Regions from separate parts of the Mus musculus genome. Here all the other regions are linked to region 1. The links are chromatin contacts, called in public Hi-C maps. All regions are on one chromosome and are shown on one strand. The core of a region is the stretch at or near the end of the contact, and the rest is flanking DNA. Distances in the headings are between cores, read along the strand shown. Region 1 has its middle 280 kb from the start of Csnka2ip. Region 2 has its middle 47 kb from the start of 4930453N24Rik. Region 3 holds the start of Epha3 (Eph receptor A3).

Region 1 (3,141 bases), core at 323-2,822:
CTAAATTTGCAAGTATGTGTCCTTCTCTCTGAGAAGTCTGAAGTGTCTAGAAGACTGTCAGCAGCAATAGCAAGAACTGCTGACTACTTTAGAAAGAGACTTCTAAACTGAGACATGTGTGCTAGAAGAGAATATTTTATGTTTGTTTACATGCATGTGCTGTGCATTTGTGCCCATGAGTATATGGCAATTTTGACTAATTTCTGGAGTCATGAAGAACTTGTGTGTGTGTGTCTGTCTGTCTGTCTGTCTATGTGTGTGTCTATGACAGACTTTCTCACCACAAATCAGACAAGCCTAAAACTCACCACTTAGTTTTAGCATCCTGAGTAGAGAATGCTGGAATTATAGGTACTAGCCACCACACCCAGATCAAACAGATTTGTTTTAATCATGTTGCAATTACAGGTCTGTGTTGTCAAAGCCCATATTAACATGTGCAAAAAAGTAAGGTGGCATTCACTTGGAGGGTAAAGTCATCTGTTTAGTGACTAAATATGAGAAATGAAAAAGAGTAATATTTAAAGAATTCAACCTAACTTCTTTGGAGGGGAGGAGGGTTGTAAGAGAGAAGTAGATGGTTGATAGTTATTGGAAGAGTGCTACACACCAGGACTCATAGAGTAAGTGATGGTAAGATGTGATCTATTTAGTAAATAATTCCTGAATACCAAGCAATTTTGCTCTTTTTGAATGGATGTTTGCCTCAGAAACTGCAAAGCTAAAAATGTAAAAAGAAAAAAAGGTGCTGCTTCTACATATAAAATAATATTTCCCGGGAGCTAATAGATTTCTCTTCATTGCTACCTAACAATAGAAAAATGAAAAAGGACTTTAATTTCAGCTATTATACTAGACTCTAAATAGAATACTCTATCTATGGAGGACTGTGAATATTTTGAATTACTTTGATAGAAGCATAATGGAATTATATAAATCCTTCCACATAAACATTTAATGTGAAGTAAATTAACCAATAGTATTTTCTTGTGAAGTATGTTATACAAATGAAATCTAATTCTCTGTATTTGTTCTATCTTTTCCAAATATTTTATTAAATATTTACAAATTTTATGTTGGTGGAGGAGTCAATATGATTAGGTTTAAGATTTTGAATCTCTTTAATAAGGTGGCCCTAAATAAATACTCATTCCAAACTTATGTATTTGTGAGTTAAAGATATTTAACTCTGTGTTACTTACGGGAGCTGTTGGTATGCTATGCAGTTGCTGCTATTTATGTTTAACAAAGGCACCATGTTCCTTCTGTTCAGTTTGTCTCTGCACACCTTGGAAACACATTCTTTTGATAATTATTTTGATAATTATTTTCCGTTAGGAGCTGCTACAGGAGAGATGATCTCTGAAACATCAGTGGTGCTGTTTATGGAGATGTGGTCCCCATCCTATCATCTTAGTTTTTTCCACAAATTCTCCTATAAAATGCCAGAGACTTTAATATCCTTAACAATCTGTTAATCTCCAGTCATGAAAAGCACCTAATGCTCTCCTACAGGATGCCATCTGCCAGCATCTTGTCTCAAGTGTTCCCACTGAGAAATAGATGATGTCTCATTGCTGACCTGTAATGCACATTCCTTCTCCTTCTTAATAACTGACCAGGCTTTGTGGACGGGACCACACCATTGGCTGTGTGCTTCCTGCTTATATTTTATCTATTTAATGGAAAAGTGTCTGCTTAGAAGTTACTCAGCACAGGCTTCACAGTTCCAGGCACAGAGCCAAAAATAACACTTCTTTCTCACCTACTATGCATGTTATATGAAAGGTGTCCTATCTCATGGCTTTGTTGAAGGCAGTCAGTCTAGAGCTGGAAGTTGCTTGCTTTCCTTAATCAGAAGCCCACTGTGAGCTGGGCTTTAACATCATTGGGTGGTCCCTGCCAACAATTAACGCGATACATGCTGACCATTCTGGCAAAACTGAACTCAAACCCTGGTGCCAGAGAGGCAAGATCAATCTTGCAAAGAGGGAGGCCATCTGTTGGCTCTGTTTGCTCTTCCTGTGGGGCTTAGAGAAGCCACTAACACCGCAATGCCCACTTCAATGGCCAGGACTATGTTTCAATTTTTAACTGCTGAGAATGCTCACTACCCTGAGATTTCATTACTATCCAGTTCTCTAGGTTTAAACCTCTAGATTTAATGAATTAAATGCCACAAAAAATGTTTTATTGTTTTGACATTAGCTAATTTTATTTAGCTCATAAGAAATTATCCCATTGGTATTTGTCAACAAAAATTATAGGTTAATAGGACATTAGTTGATCCCTGATAACAACTCAGTCAAGGAATTCTACACTTAGAAAACAAAAATACAGAACCAAGTCAAATTTTAATATAAGATAAATGAGAAATATTGAGGGTGTCCTATATTAAAATGTATTTATCATTACTTGAACATCATAAGCTCAGAACATCAGAAGTTGAAATTCCTATATCTTGTATACTGTCTGGTTTAGGCTGAGCATCTGATTAATTACCATCTAACTAATGATCTATGGCATCTTACCATCTTCCAGTTTCACTATAGTTAAAAAATCCTTTCATGAAAGTCTTTAGTTATATAAAAATAGATAAATAGACACAAATATTTGTTCATCTTATCAGTAGTGTTTAAGTGACATTAACAACTGTACTACTATTCATCATGATAAACTTAAATGAAGGTAGTTATTTGACAATTACTTACATGTATAAAATGTATTCTGGTTACTATTTCATCCTATACTTATCTCCCTCCCCATCTACTGTGCAAGGTGATAGAACAATGCTTAGGAAATGAACAGGAGCTAAATGTTCCTCAATATATAAATGGATAATAGACATGATGCATAGACACAATGGAATACTATTCCACTGTAAAGACAAAAGAAACCATGACAACTTCAGTGAAATGGATGGATGTAGAAAAGAATCAGTCTGGCAGTTCCTCAGAAAACTGGACATAGTACTACCGGAGGATCCAGCAATACCTCTCCTGGGCATATATCCAGAAGATGCCCCAACTGTTAAGAAGGACACATGCTCCACTATGTTCATAGCAGCCTTATTTAAAATAGCCAGAAGCTGGAAAGAACCCAGATGCCCCTCAACAGAGGAATGGATACAGAAAATGTGGT
Region 2 (2,928 bases), core at 356-2,855, 400 kb after region 1:
AGCTGGGAATTGGCTTGTAGGAATGCCTTACAGAAAAGAGGCTGTTCTAGATTTTCTGGGGCACGGTTGGGATGCATTCTAAGGACTAACACAAAGGTCTTTAATGTCACTTATTATTGTTCTCTATAAAAGCAAATAGCAGTTCAACCTGCCTCAGAGAAGTCTGCAGGTAGGGTAGGTAGTCTCAAGGCAATAGCAAAACACCATGCTGAGCTGAGGACTTGGTGCAGTTGATGAACTGCTTGCCCTCCAAGCATGAGGACCTGAGTTTAAGCCCCAGCATCTATGTAAAAAGCCAGTTGTCAAGCTTGTGATTCTAGTGCTAATGTGATGGAGTCAAACAGGTCCACAGGCTGAGTGACCAGACTGCCTAACCTTCTTCTTTTTTTTTTTTCAACGAAAATATAACTTTTTTATTGTATATTTTCTTTATTTACATTTCAAATGGTATCCCCTTTCCTAGTCCCCATCCCCAGAAATCCCCTATCCTATCCCTCCCTCCCCCTGCTTCTATGAGGGTGTTCCCCCACCCAACCACTCCCACCTTCCCTCCCTCAAATTCCCCTACACTGGGGATCGGGCGTTAACCCCAGAACAGCAAGAGACTCTGACTCCAAAGAAATGTGGATGACTCTTGAAGAGCATCACCAAGAGTTGTCCTCTGATCTTCTATTTACACATCACACACGAGAGAGAGACAGAGAGAGACAGAGAGAGACAGAGAGAGAAGAGAAGAGAGGAGAAGAGAAGAGAAGAGAGGAGAGGAGAGGAGAGGAGAGGAGAGGAGAGGAGAGGAGAGGAGAGGAGAGGAGAGGAGAGGAGAGGAGAGGAGAGGAGAGGAGAGGAGAGGAGAGGAGAGGAGAAGAGAAGAGAAGAGAAGAGAAGAGAAGAGAAGAGAAGAGAAGAGAAGAGAAGAGAAGAGAAGAGAAGAGAAGAGAAGAGAAGAGAAGAGAAAGAGGAAGAGAGAGAGAGAACCCTAATGTCTTTCCATATCTCTCTCTTCCCACTGGCCAAAAATGACTGCTGTAGTTCTAGGGGATGGTGTATCCTGGTATTCAAAGACAGAAAAGGTCAGGGTTCATTCCTTTTTGCTTTTTATGACCGATGTAACAATCTCCCTGAAACTGCCTGGACCAGTTTAGAACTACATAAATCATAAAGTAGGTTCAATATAGAATATTTAACATGGGATATACTAACTATAATAAAAATAGTCATAAGATACAGATAAGCAAAGGAAGCCAGATGTGGTTGGAAAGACTTTTTTCCAGAGACAGAATAGCAAATATTTGTGTTTAAGTCCCCTCTGAGCCATACTGATTTGGAGTTTATGGGAAAAGCTAGTTCCACACTTGCTGATCCATTGCCAGGCAAAGGCACTCAGGTGTATGGGTGGTCAGTAGAAGCGGCTAACAGCAGAAGCCGCTCTGTGCAATTCCACCACCACCCTGTCCCTGCCACACAGGCAGCTGTCCAGGCCAGGGCTGCACAGGCCAAGGCAGATCCTGTTCTGGGCTTGTGGCTAAGACAGGTTCCACCTCCTGTCTCCACAGTCACCCTGCAGATCCGCAGTTCTGGCTGCCCTAGCCAGAAGCCTCCTTCTCCAGCAGTGACTTTCTAGTGCCCTCTACTGAGCAGTTTTAACATCAACCTCATTGTCAAGAACTGTTTGCAGGAACTCTGGCTTGATCCTTGATCATAGAAGCAACCCAGAGCCAGAGGAGTTTCTCTCATTTAGCATTGGCCAGAGTATGATATACACATGCTTATGGCAATAACAAGTGTATCCTAGGTACACACCCAAAGGAATATGCCAGCATACTGTAGAGATGCTGGCACACCCATGTTTATAGCAACACCATTTACAATAGCCAAAACATACAACCCACCCTAGAGTCCCATAAATTAGCAGATAATGAAACACAGACACACACACACACACACACACACAGTCGAGTTCTATTTCAGCCAGAAAAAGCTATAAGGTGCCATAAGGAAAATGGATGTCAAGAGAGATCTTTGTGCTATCTGACATAACCCACACTTAGAAACACAAAACACGTTTTCTCAGCCCTGAAGACATGTACCTGCATGCCTGCATTGGATGGCCTCATCTTCATCTGCACTTCTCTGATTTCTTCACAGGATAAATTCACATTTTCATACACACACAGACACACACACATCATACCATATCCCCTATGCAAAGTGAGTTTCATCAGCAGTGTATTTGATAGGAAGGATGCAGAGCATCAGAAATGTCATTCTGGAAAGCAAGCCTGTTTAATATGAGACATTTGAAGACATTATTTGGTGAGTAGTTTCCTTGCCCATATAAGAAGTAGACGTTTAGAAACTAGACATCATGCTCTTTGTATAATTTCATTTAAAGATGTTTTAATTTCATGTATACTGTCTTTCACATAGACAGTGTCAACCTCATATTTTTTTAAAAAAATATTTCTTCTTCTCCTGCTGATGACTTATTTCCTGCCAACTCAGTCAGTCGTCCCCTCTAACATATAATACTTCTCCTGCTGGAGTCACCCATTCAGAGAATGCCACAAAGTGTCCCGCCGAGAGTCATATTTTTAGGTCACATGTGACAAAGCTTTGGTAGCAGTCCAGTGCTCTTTCCTTGAAGGCTGACGTGGGGCAAGCGTGCTGAGGAATATCTGAGAGCTCGATGCTTCAATTGTATCTGGGTGTGGAATGTAATGGAACTCAGAGGCTGTACACTGGAGCACATGAGAAGTGTTAAGGAATCCTAAAATTGACCCAGATCAGTGTGTCAACTATCCTGCCATGGCAGAGGGTGAGGGTTAGACTTAGGCTAGGTCTGAAAGGAGATATTTGCTGTTTATCTCTCTCGGCAGCCACATCCCTTGCCTCTGGTGTGCACACCTTCTCTAGTGTTCCTCGTGTGGA
Region 3 (3,309 bases), core at 225-2,724, 450 kb before region 1:
TGTCCCATTAGCGTGAAAGTGGGTCACCAAACATGGGAAGCGGTCTTTGTGCTAATGGGTTTACATACATTTTTCTTTCACATGGGCATAAGCATAATGTCTACAACATTGGCTCTACAAAACGTTTTTAAGTGAGTGTTGTACAGCTACTGTGCTCCCTGCACTTCAGCTGTCCTCTATTGTTAACTTGCTCGATACAATTCTCAATGTTCAAAATCATTAAGAGGAAATTAAAGTTGTAAGTGTTGCTGCAAGGCAATCAATTATTCAGAGAAGTTGTCTTAAGAGTTTGTATTCACAAATCATTAAAACTAGATAATGAAAAGTCTGAAAAAAATATCATGAGTCTGCTCAGTATCCACGAAAACAAATATTCTCAATATTAGGTTTACACTTTGATCCATTGAGAATGCAAGGATGCCCGTTACACTGACAATAATTAATCCAGCATCAAGGAAATGCCGTTAGCTTTCCATGAGTGTTCTTTCTAATTTGCTAGTCTGTTATTTACTGTATCTACCCAGGAGCTAATTATCAATCAATCATTAAATGCATCCTTCTATGTGTATGAAAGGCCTTTTTACAAAAGAACCCAACTTAAGCTCACTGTATATCCCTTGAACCATCACTGCTGTTAATAATGTGGCATGCATATGCTACCCATGAGAACCTGTATCGCTGAGCACAGCATCGCCCGGCGGGATCCACAGCACTTCAATAAGGCGGTTGTAACATAAACACATGCACACACGCGCGCACTCAAACACCTCGGGTCCAACGAGCCCCCTTCTCTCCAGTCCATTCATAAGTGCCAAAGGGTGTAAGCAGGAGCAACCTGTCATTATCTTTAAAACACACCGCGGGGATCTCAAGAGAGGCTAGCCTTTTCTTTGAAACTTCTCAAAGAACCACATGGTCATAATTAGAAAATAAAATACTGCCTTGGCTATTTGGCAATTAACAGTCTGGGTTGTTAAAAAAAGAAAAAAAGAAAAAAAGAAACCGAAGGTTTTCTTTCTTTCTGGTTCAAATTGGTAAATGTGGTAATCACTTGAATCGCTCGCTATCAGATTAAAAACAGATTTATTATTATTTTTAAAGGTTTCTACAATCCCAAGACATCCCCCAAAAGTGTTTTGGGATTGCTACTGGGCAAACAATCTTTTCGCTGCCACTGCTTTCTGGGCATCTCAGGGAACAGCGCCGTCCGGGGGCTGTGGGCTCCGCTCCGGCGGGAGCGGCGCGGTTACCTGGCTTACCTTCGTTGGAAGGCTGTGGGCTCAGTTCTCCGGAGCAGCTGAGGACGCAGCAGCCGAGCAGGACGAGGATGGAGAGGTGACAATCCATGTTGCTGGTGCACCGGGCAGTGAGAGGAGCATATCTCCGCGAAGCATACCACTGATGTGAGGGGGAGCGCTCTGATTGCTGGAGAAGTTACCATGCTCCGCTCGCAGTCTGATGTCAAGTTTGACACTGGAGATAAGGAGGAGTCTGGCTGCCTTTCTGCGAACCCCGCTCGGGGACTTCTCTGGGTCCTAGTGCCGTCGCCAGCGGGCGCTGAAGAAGAGCAGGGCAGCCCCATGGCTGGCAGCCAGCTCCGTTCCACGGAGCTGCGGAAGAACGCAGAGGGGTGGAGGTCGAGAGTGTTGCTGGTGGGGTAGGAAAGCCAGAAGATGTGCTGGGACAGCGACAGCGACGGAGAGTCTTGGGAGCCATTCCGTTTTCACGGGAAGGCAGCTATTTGTTTGCTATACTTGATCAGTTGCCTATTTCTGAAAGATCCCTATTAGAGGTACTGTGAGTTGAAACTAATGTTCAAAAAAGTAGTATTGTTTTTAAAAGTGGAAGACGTTCATTCAATTATTGTAGAACGACAAAGACCATTGCAATTAATCCGTTTACTGTGTTCTGTGTGTTCACAGTCCTCTTAGTGATTCAACAAGATAAAAGTAGACTGCTCAGTCTACCACATGGTATTGGGGCTGTTAAAGGCATTTGATACAGCAATCTCAGCTGAAACAGAGAGGTCACAGTCAGGTTCTGAACACTGGCAAATAGCCGTTGCCCTCCCAGGACAGGAACAATCCTAGCCAAAGCCATAGCTTCAGACTACCACTCATTCCATCGGATGGTTGCTGGATTTGCAATATAAATCGAAAGTCCTGAACAAGGAATGCTCCTGCCTACAACTAGCTAGCACTAGAACTTTCCTGTTTTGTGAGACTCGGAGATTAACTCATAGCTCCCTGTTCTGCCTTCCAGCTGCCACTAATCTGGGACTATTTGAAGGCTGCTCTTTTAACGCTGAAAAATCCAGTATTTCCTAGAGAACAATGTCCTTGGACTTGCTAAATTACTTTGCATGATGGTTACAAACGGTCTCATGCTGAACAACCTCACTGCAACCTACTTCAGCCATGTAATTTATCCAATTTCTACTTTAAGATCTCTTTTGAATTATCTTTGAAATAGGTCCCAGAAAATGATTCCTCACCAACCCTCTCAACCACCCATCCATCTCAGCCTATCCTGAAAAGGAGCAAGATGACTTCCTTACACGGCTTCAAAACGGAAAATTAGGTTGACAACGTTAACGCCAGTGATCAGTGTTAGAGCCCTGAGAAGGGAGACGGAGTAGGTTTTTAAGGGTCCTGATAATAAGATGTGTATTTCACAAGCACTCCACTTTCTATGACCCTGGAATTTAGGCTAATGGCTTCTGATACTCTTTGTTGACTGTTTGGTAAAGATGGGTTGGGTTGAAGAAGCCAGATGGAAGAGACTGATTCTGTTCACACTTCCTCGAGAGACTTGTCTCCCTAACTCCTTCTCACATTAGGCCACCAGAGGCTGTAGAGCCCACCAGTGCTAAATCTGACTCCATTGAAAATAAGGTTTGTTGACCAGAAAATGGAGAGAGTGGGGATTGCCTCATAATGTTTGCAGTTCCACAACAGTTACATTGCTTCATAGCTGGATATGATTTTTTTTTTTTACTGAGAGTTTGAAAGAAATGACATTTATTTCAGATTGCAATTTAAAAGCATTTGGAAAGGTCATGATGGTATGCTGGTCTTTATGAACGTATTACTTCCTTTCCTCTCACTATCCCATTATTTCTCTTTCACATCTAACATCTAACAACCACCTGGGATGGTGAAAAGGTTGTTCATGTTTGAACAATGTTACAAGTATGCAGAAATGGAGTTTAAAGCAATGCCTGAGCTAGGCACACTATGTAAGCTATCTAGGATGTCTCAGTTGTAGACTCCTTAATCCAAAAAGACAGCAGAAAAAGAGAGGTCCCAA

What was found. Hi-C and Micro-C count contacts between places; a contact is called where the count stands out from the background.
Region 2: a contact with region 1 is called in a Hi-C map of cerebellum, with 3 times the contacts expected there. The contact joins two enhancer-like sites. A contact is called at or near these places in 6 of 484 Hi-C or Micro-C datasets (cerebellar granule neurons, cerebellum, cortical neurons and 1 more).
Region 3: a Hi-C map of cerebellar granule neurons shows a contact between it and region 1, with 4 times the contacts expected there. The contact joins the promoter of Epha3 here to the enhancer-like site in region 1. A contact is called at or near these places in 1 of 39 promoter capture datasets (hippocampal neurons), 4 of 484 Hi-C or Micro-C datasets (cerebellar granule neurons and cerebellum), 6 of 115 datasets of contacts at active chromatin or transcription factors (craniofacial prominence, embryonic basal ganglia, embryonic forebrain and 3 more) and 1 of 9 other capture datasets (adipose tissue).

What each region holds. Positions count from the first base shown.
Region 1 is chr16:64,317,434-64,320,574 of GRCm38.p6, forward strand. No RefSeq gene overlaps it. Among named protein-coding and RNA genes, the nearest start is that of Csnka2ip, 280 kb to the right of the region's middle. Within about 2 kb of position 1,573, at least 2 of the 459 cell types and tissues checked have an H3K27ac peak or open chromatin away from gene starts, as enhancers often do. A contact at or near this core is called in cerebellar granule neurons and cerebellum, where this site is marked.
Region 2 is chr16:64,722,311-64,725,238 of GRCm38.p6, forward strand. No RefSeq gene overlaps it. Among named protein-coding and RNA genes, the nearest start is that of 4930453N24Rik, 47 kb to the right of the region's middle. Within about 2 kb of position 1,606, at least 16 of the 459 cell types and tissues checked have an H3K27ac peak or open chromatin away from gene starts, as enhancers often do. A contact at or near this core is called in cerebellum, where this site is marked.
Region 3 is chr16:63,862,701-63,866,009 of GRCm38.p6, forward strand. It overlaps Epha3 (Eph receptor A3), which reads right to left and starts at 1,475. Exons shown (of 17, transcript NM_010140.4): 1 at 1,260-1,475. The coding sequence starts at 1,347.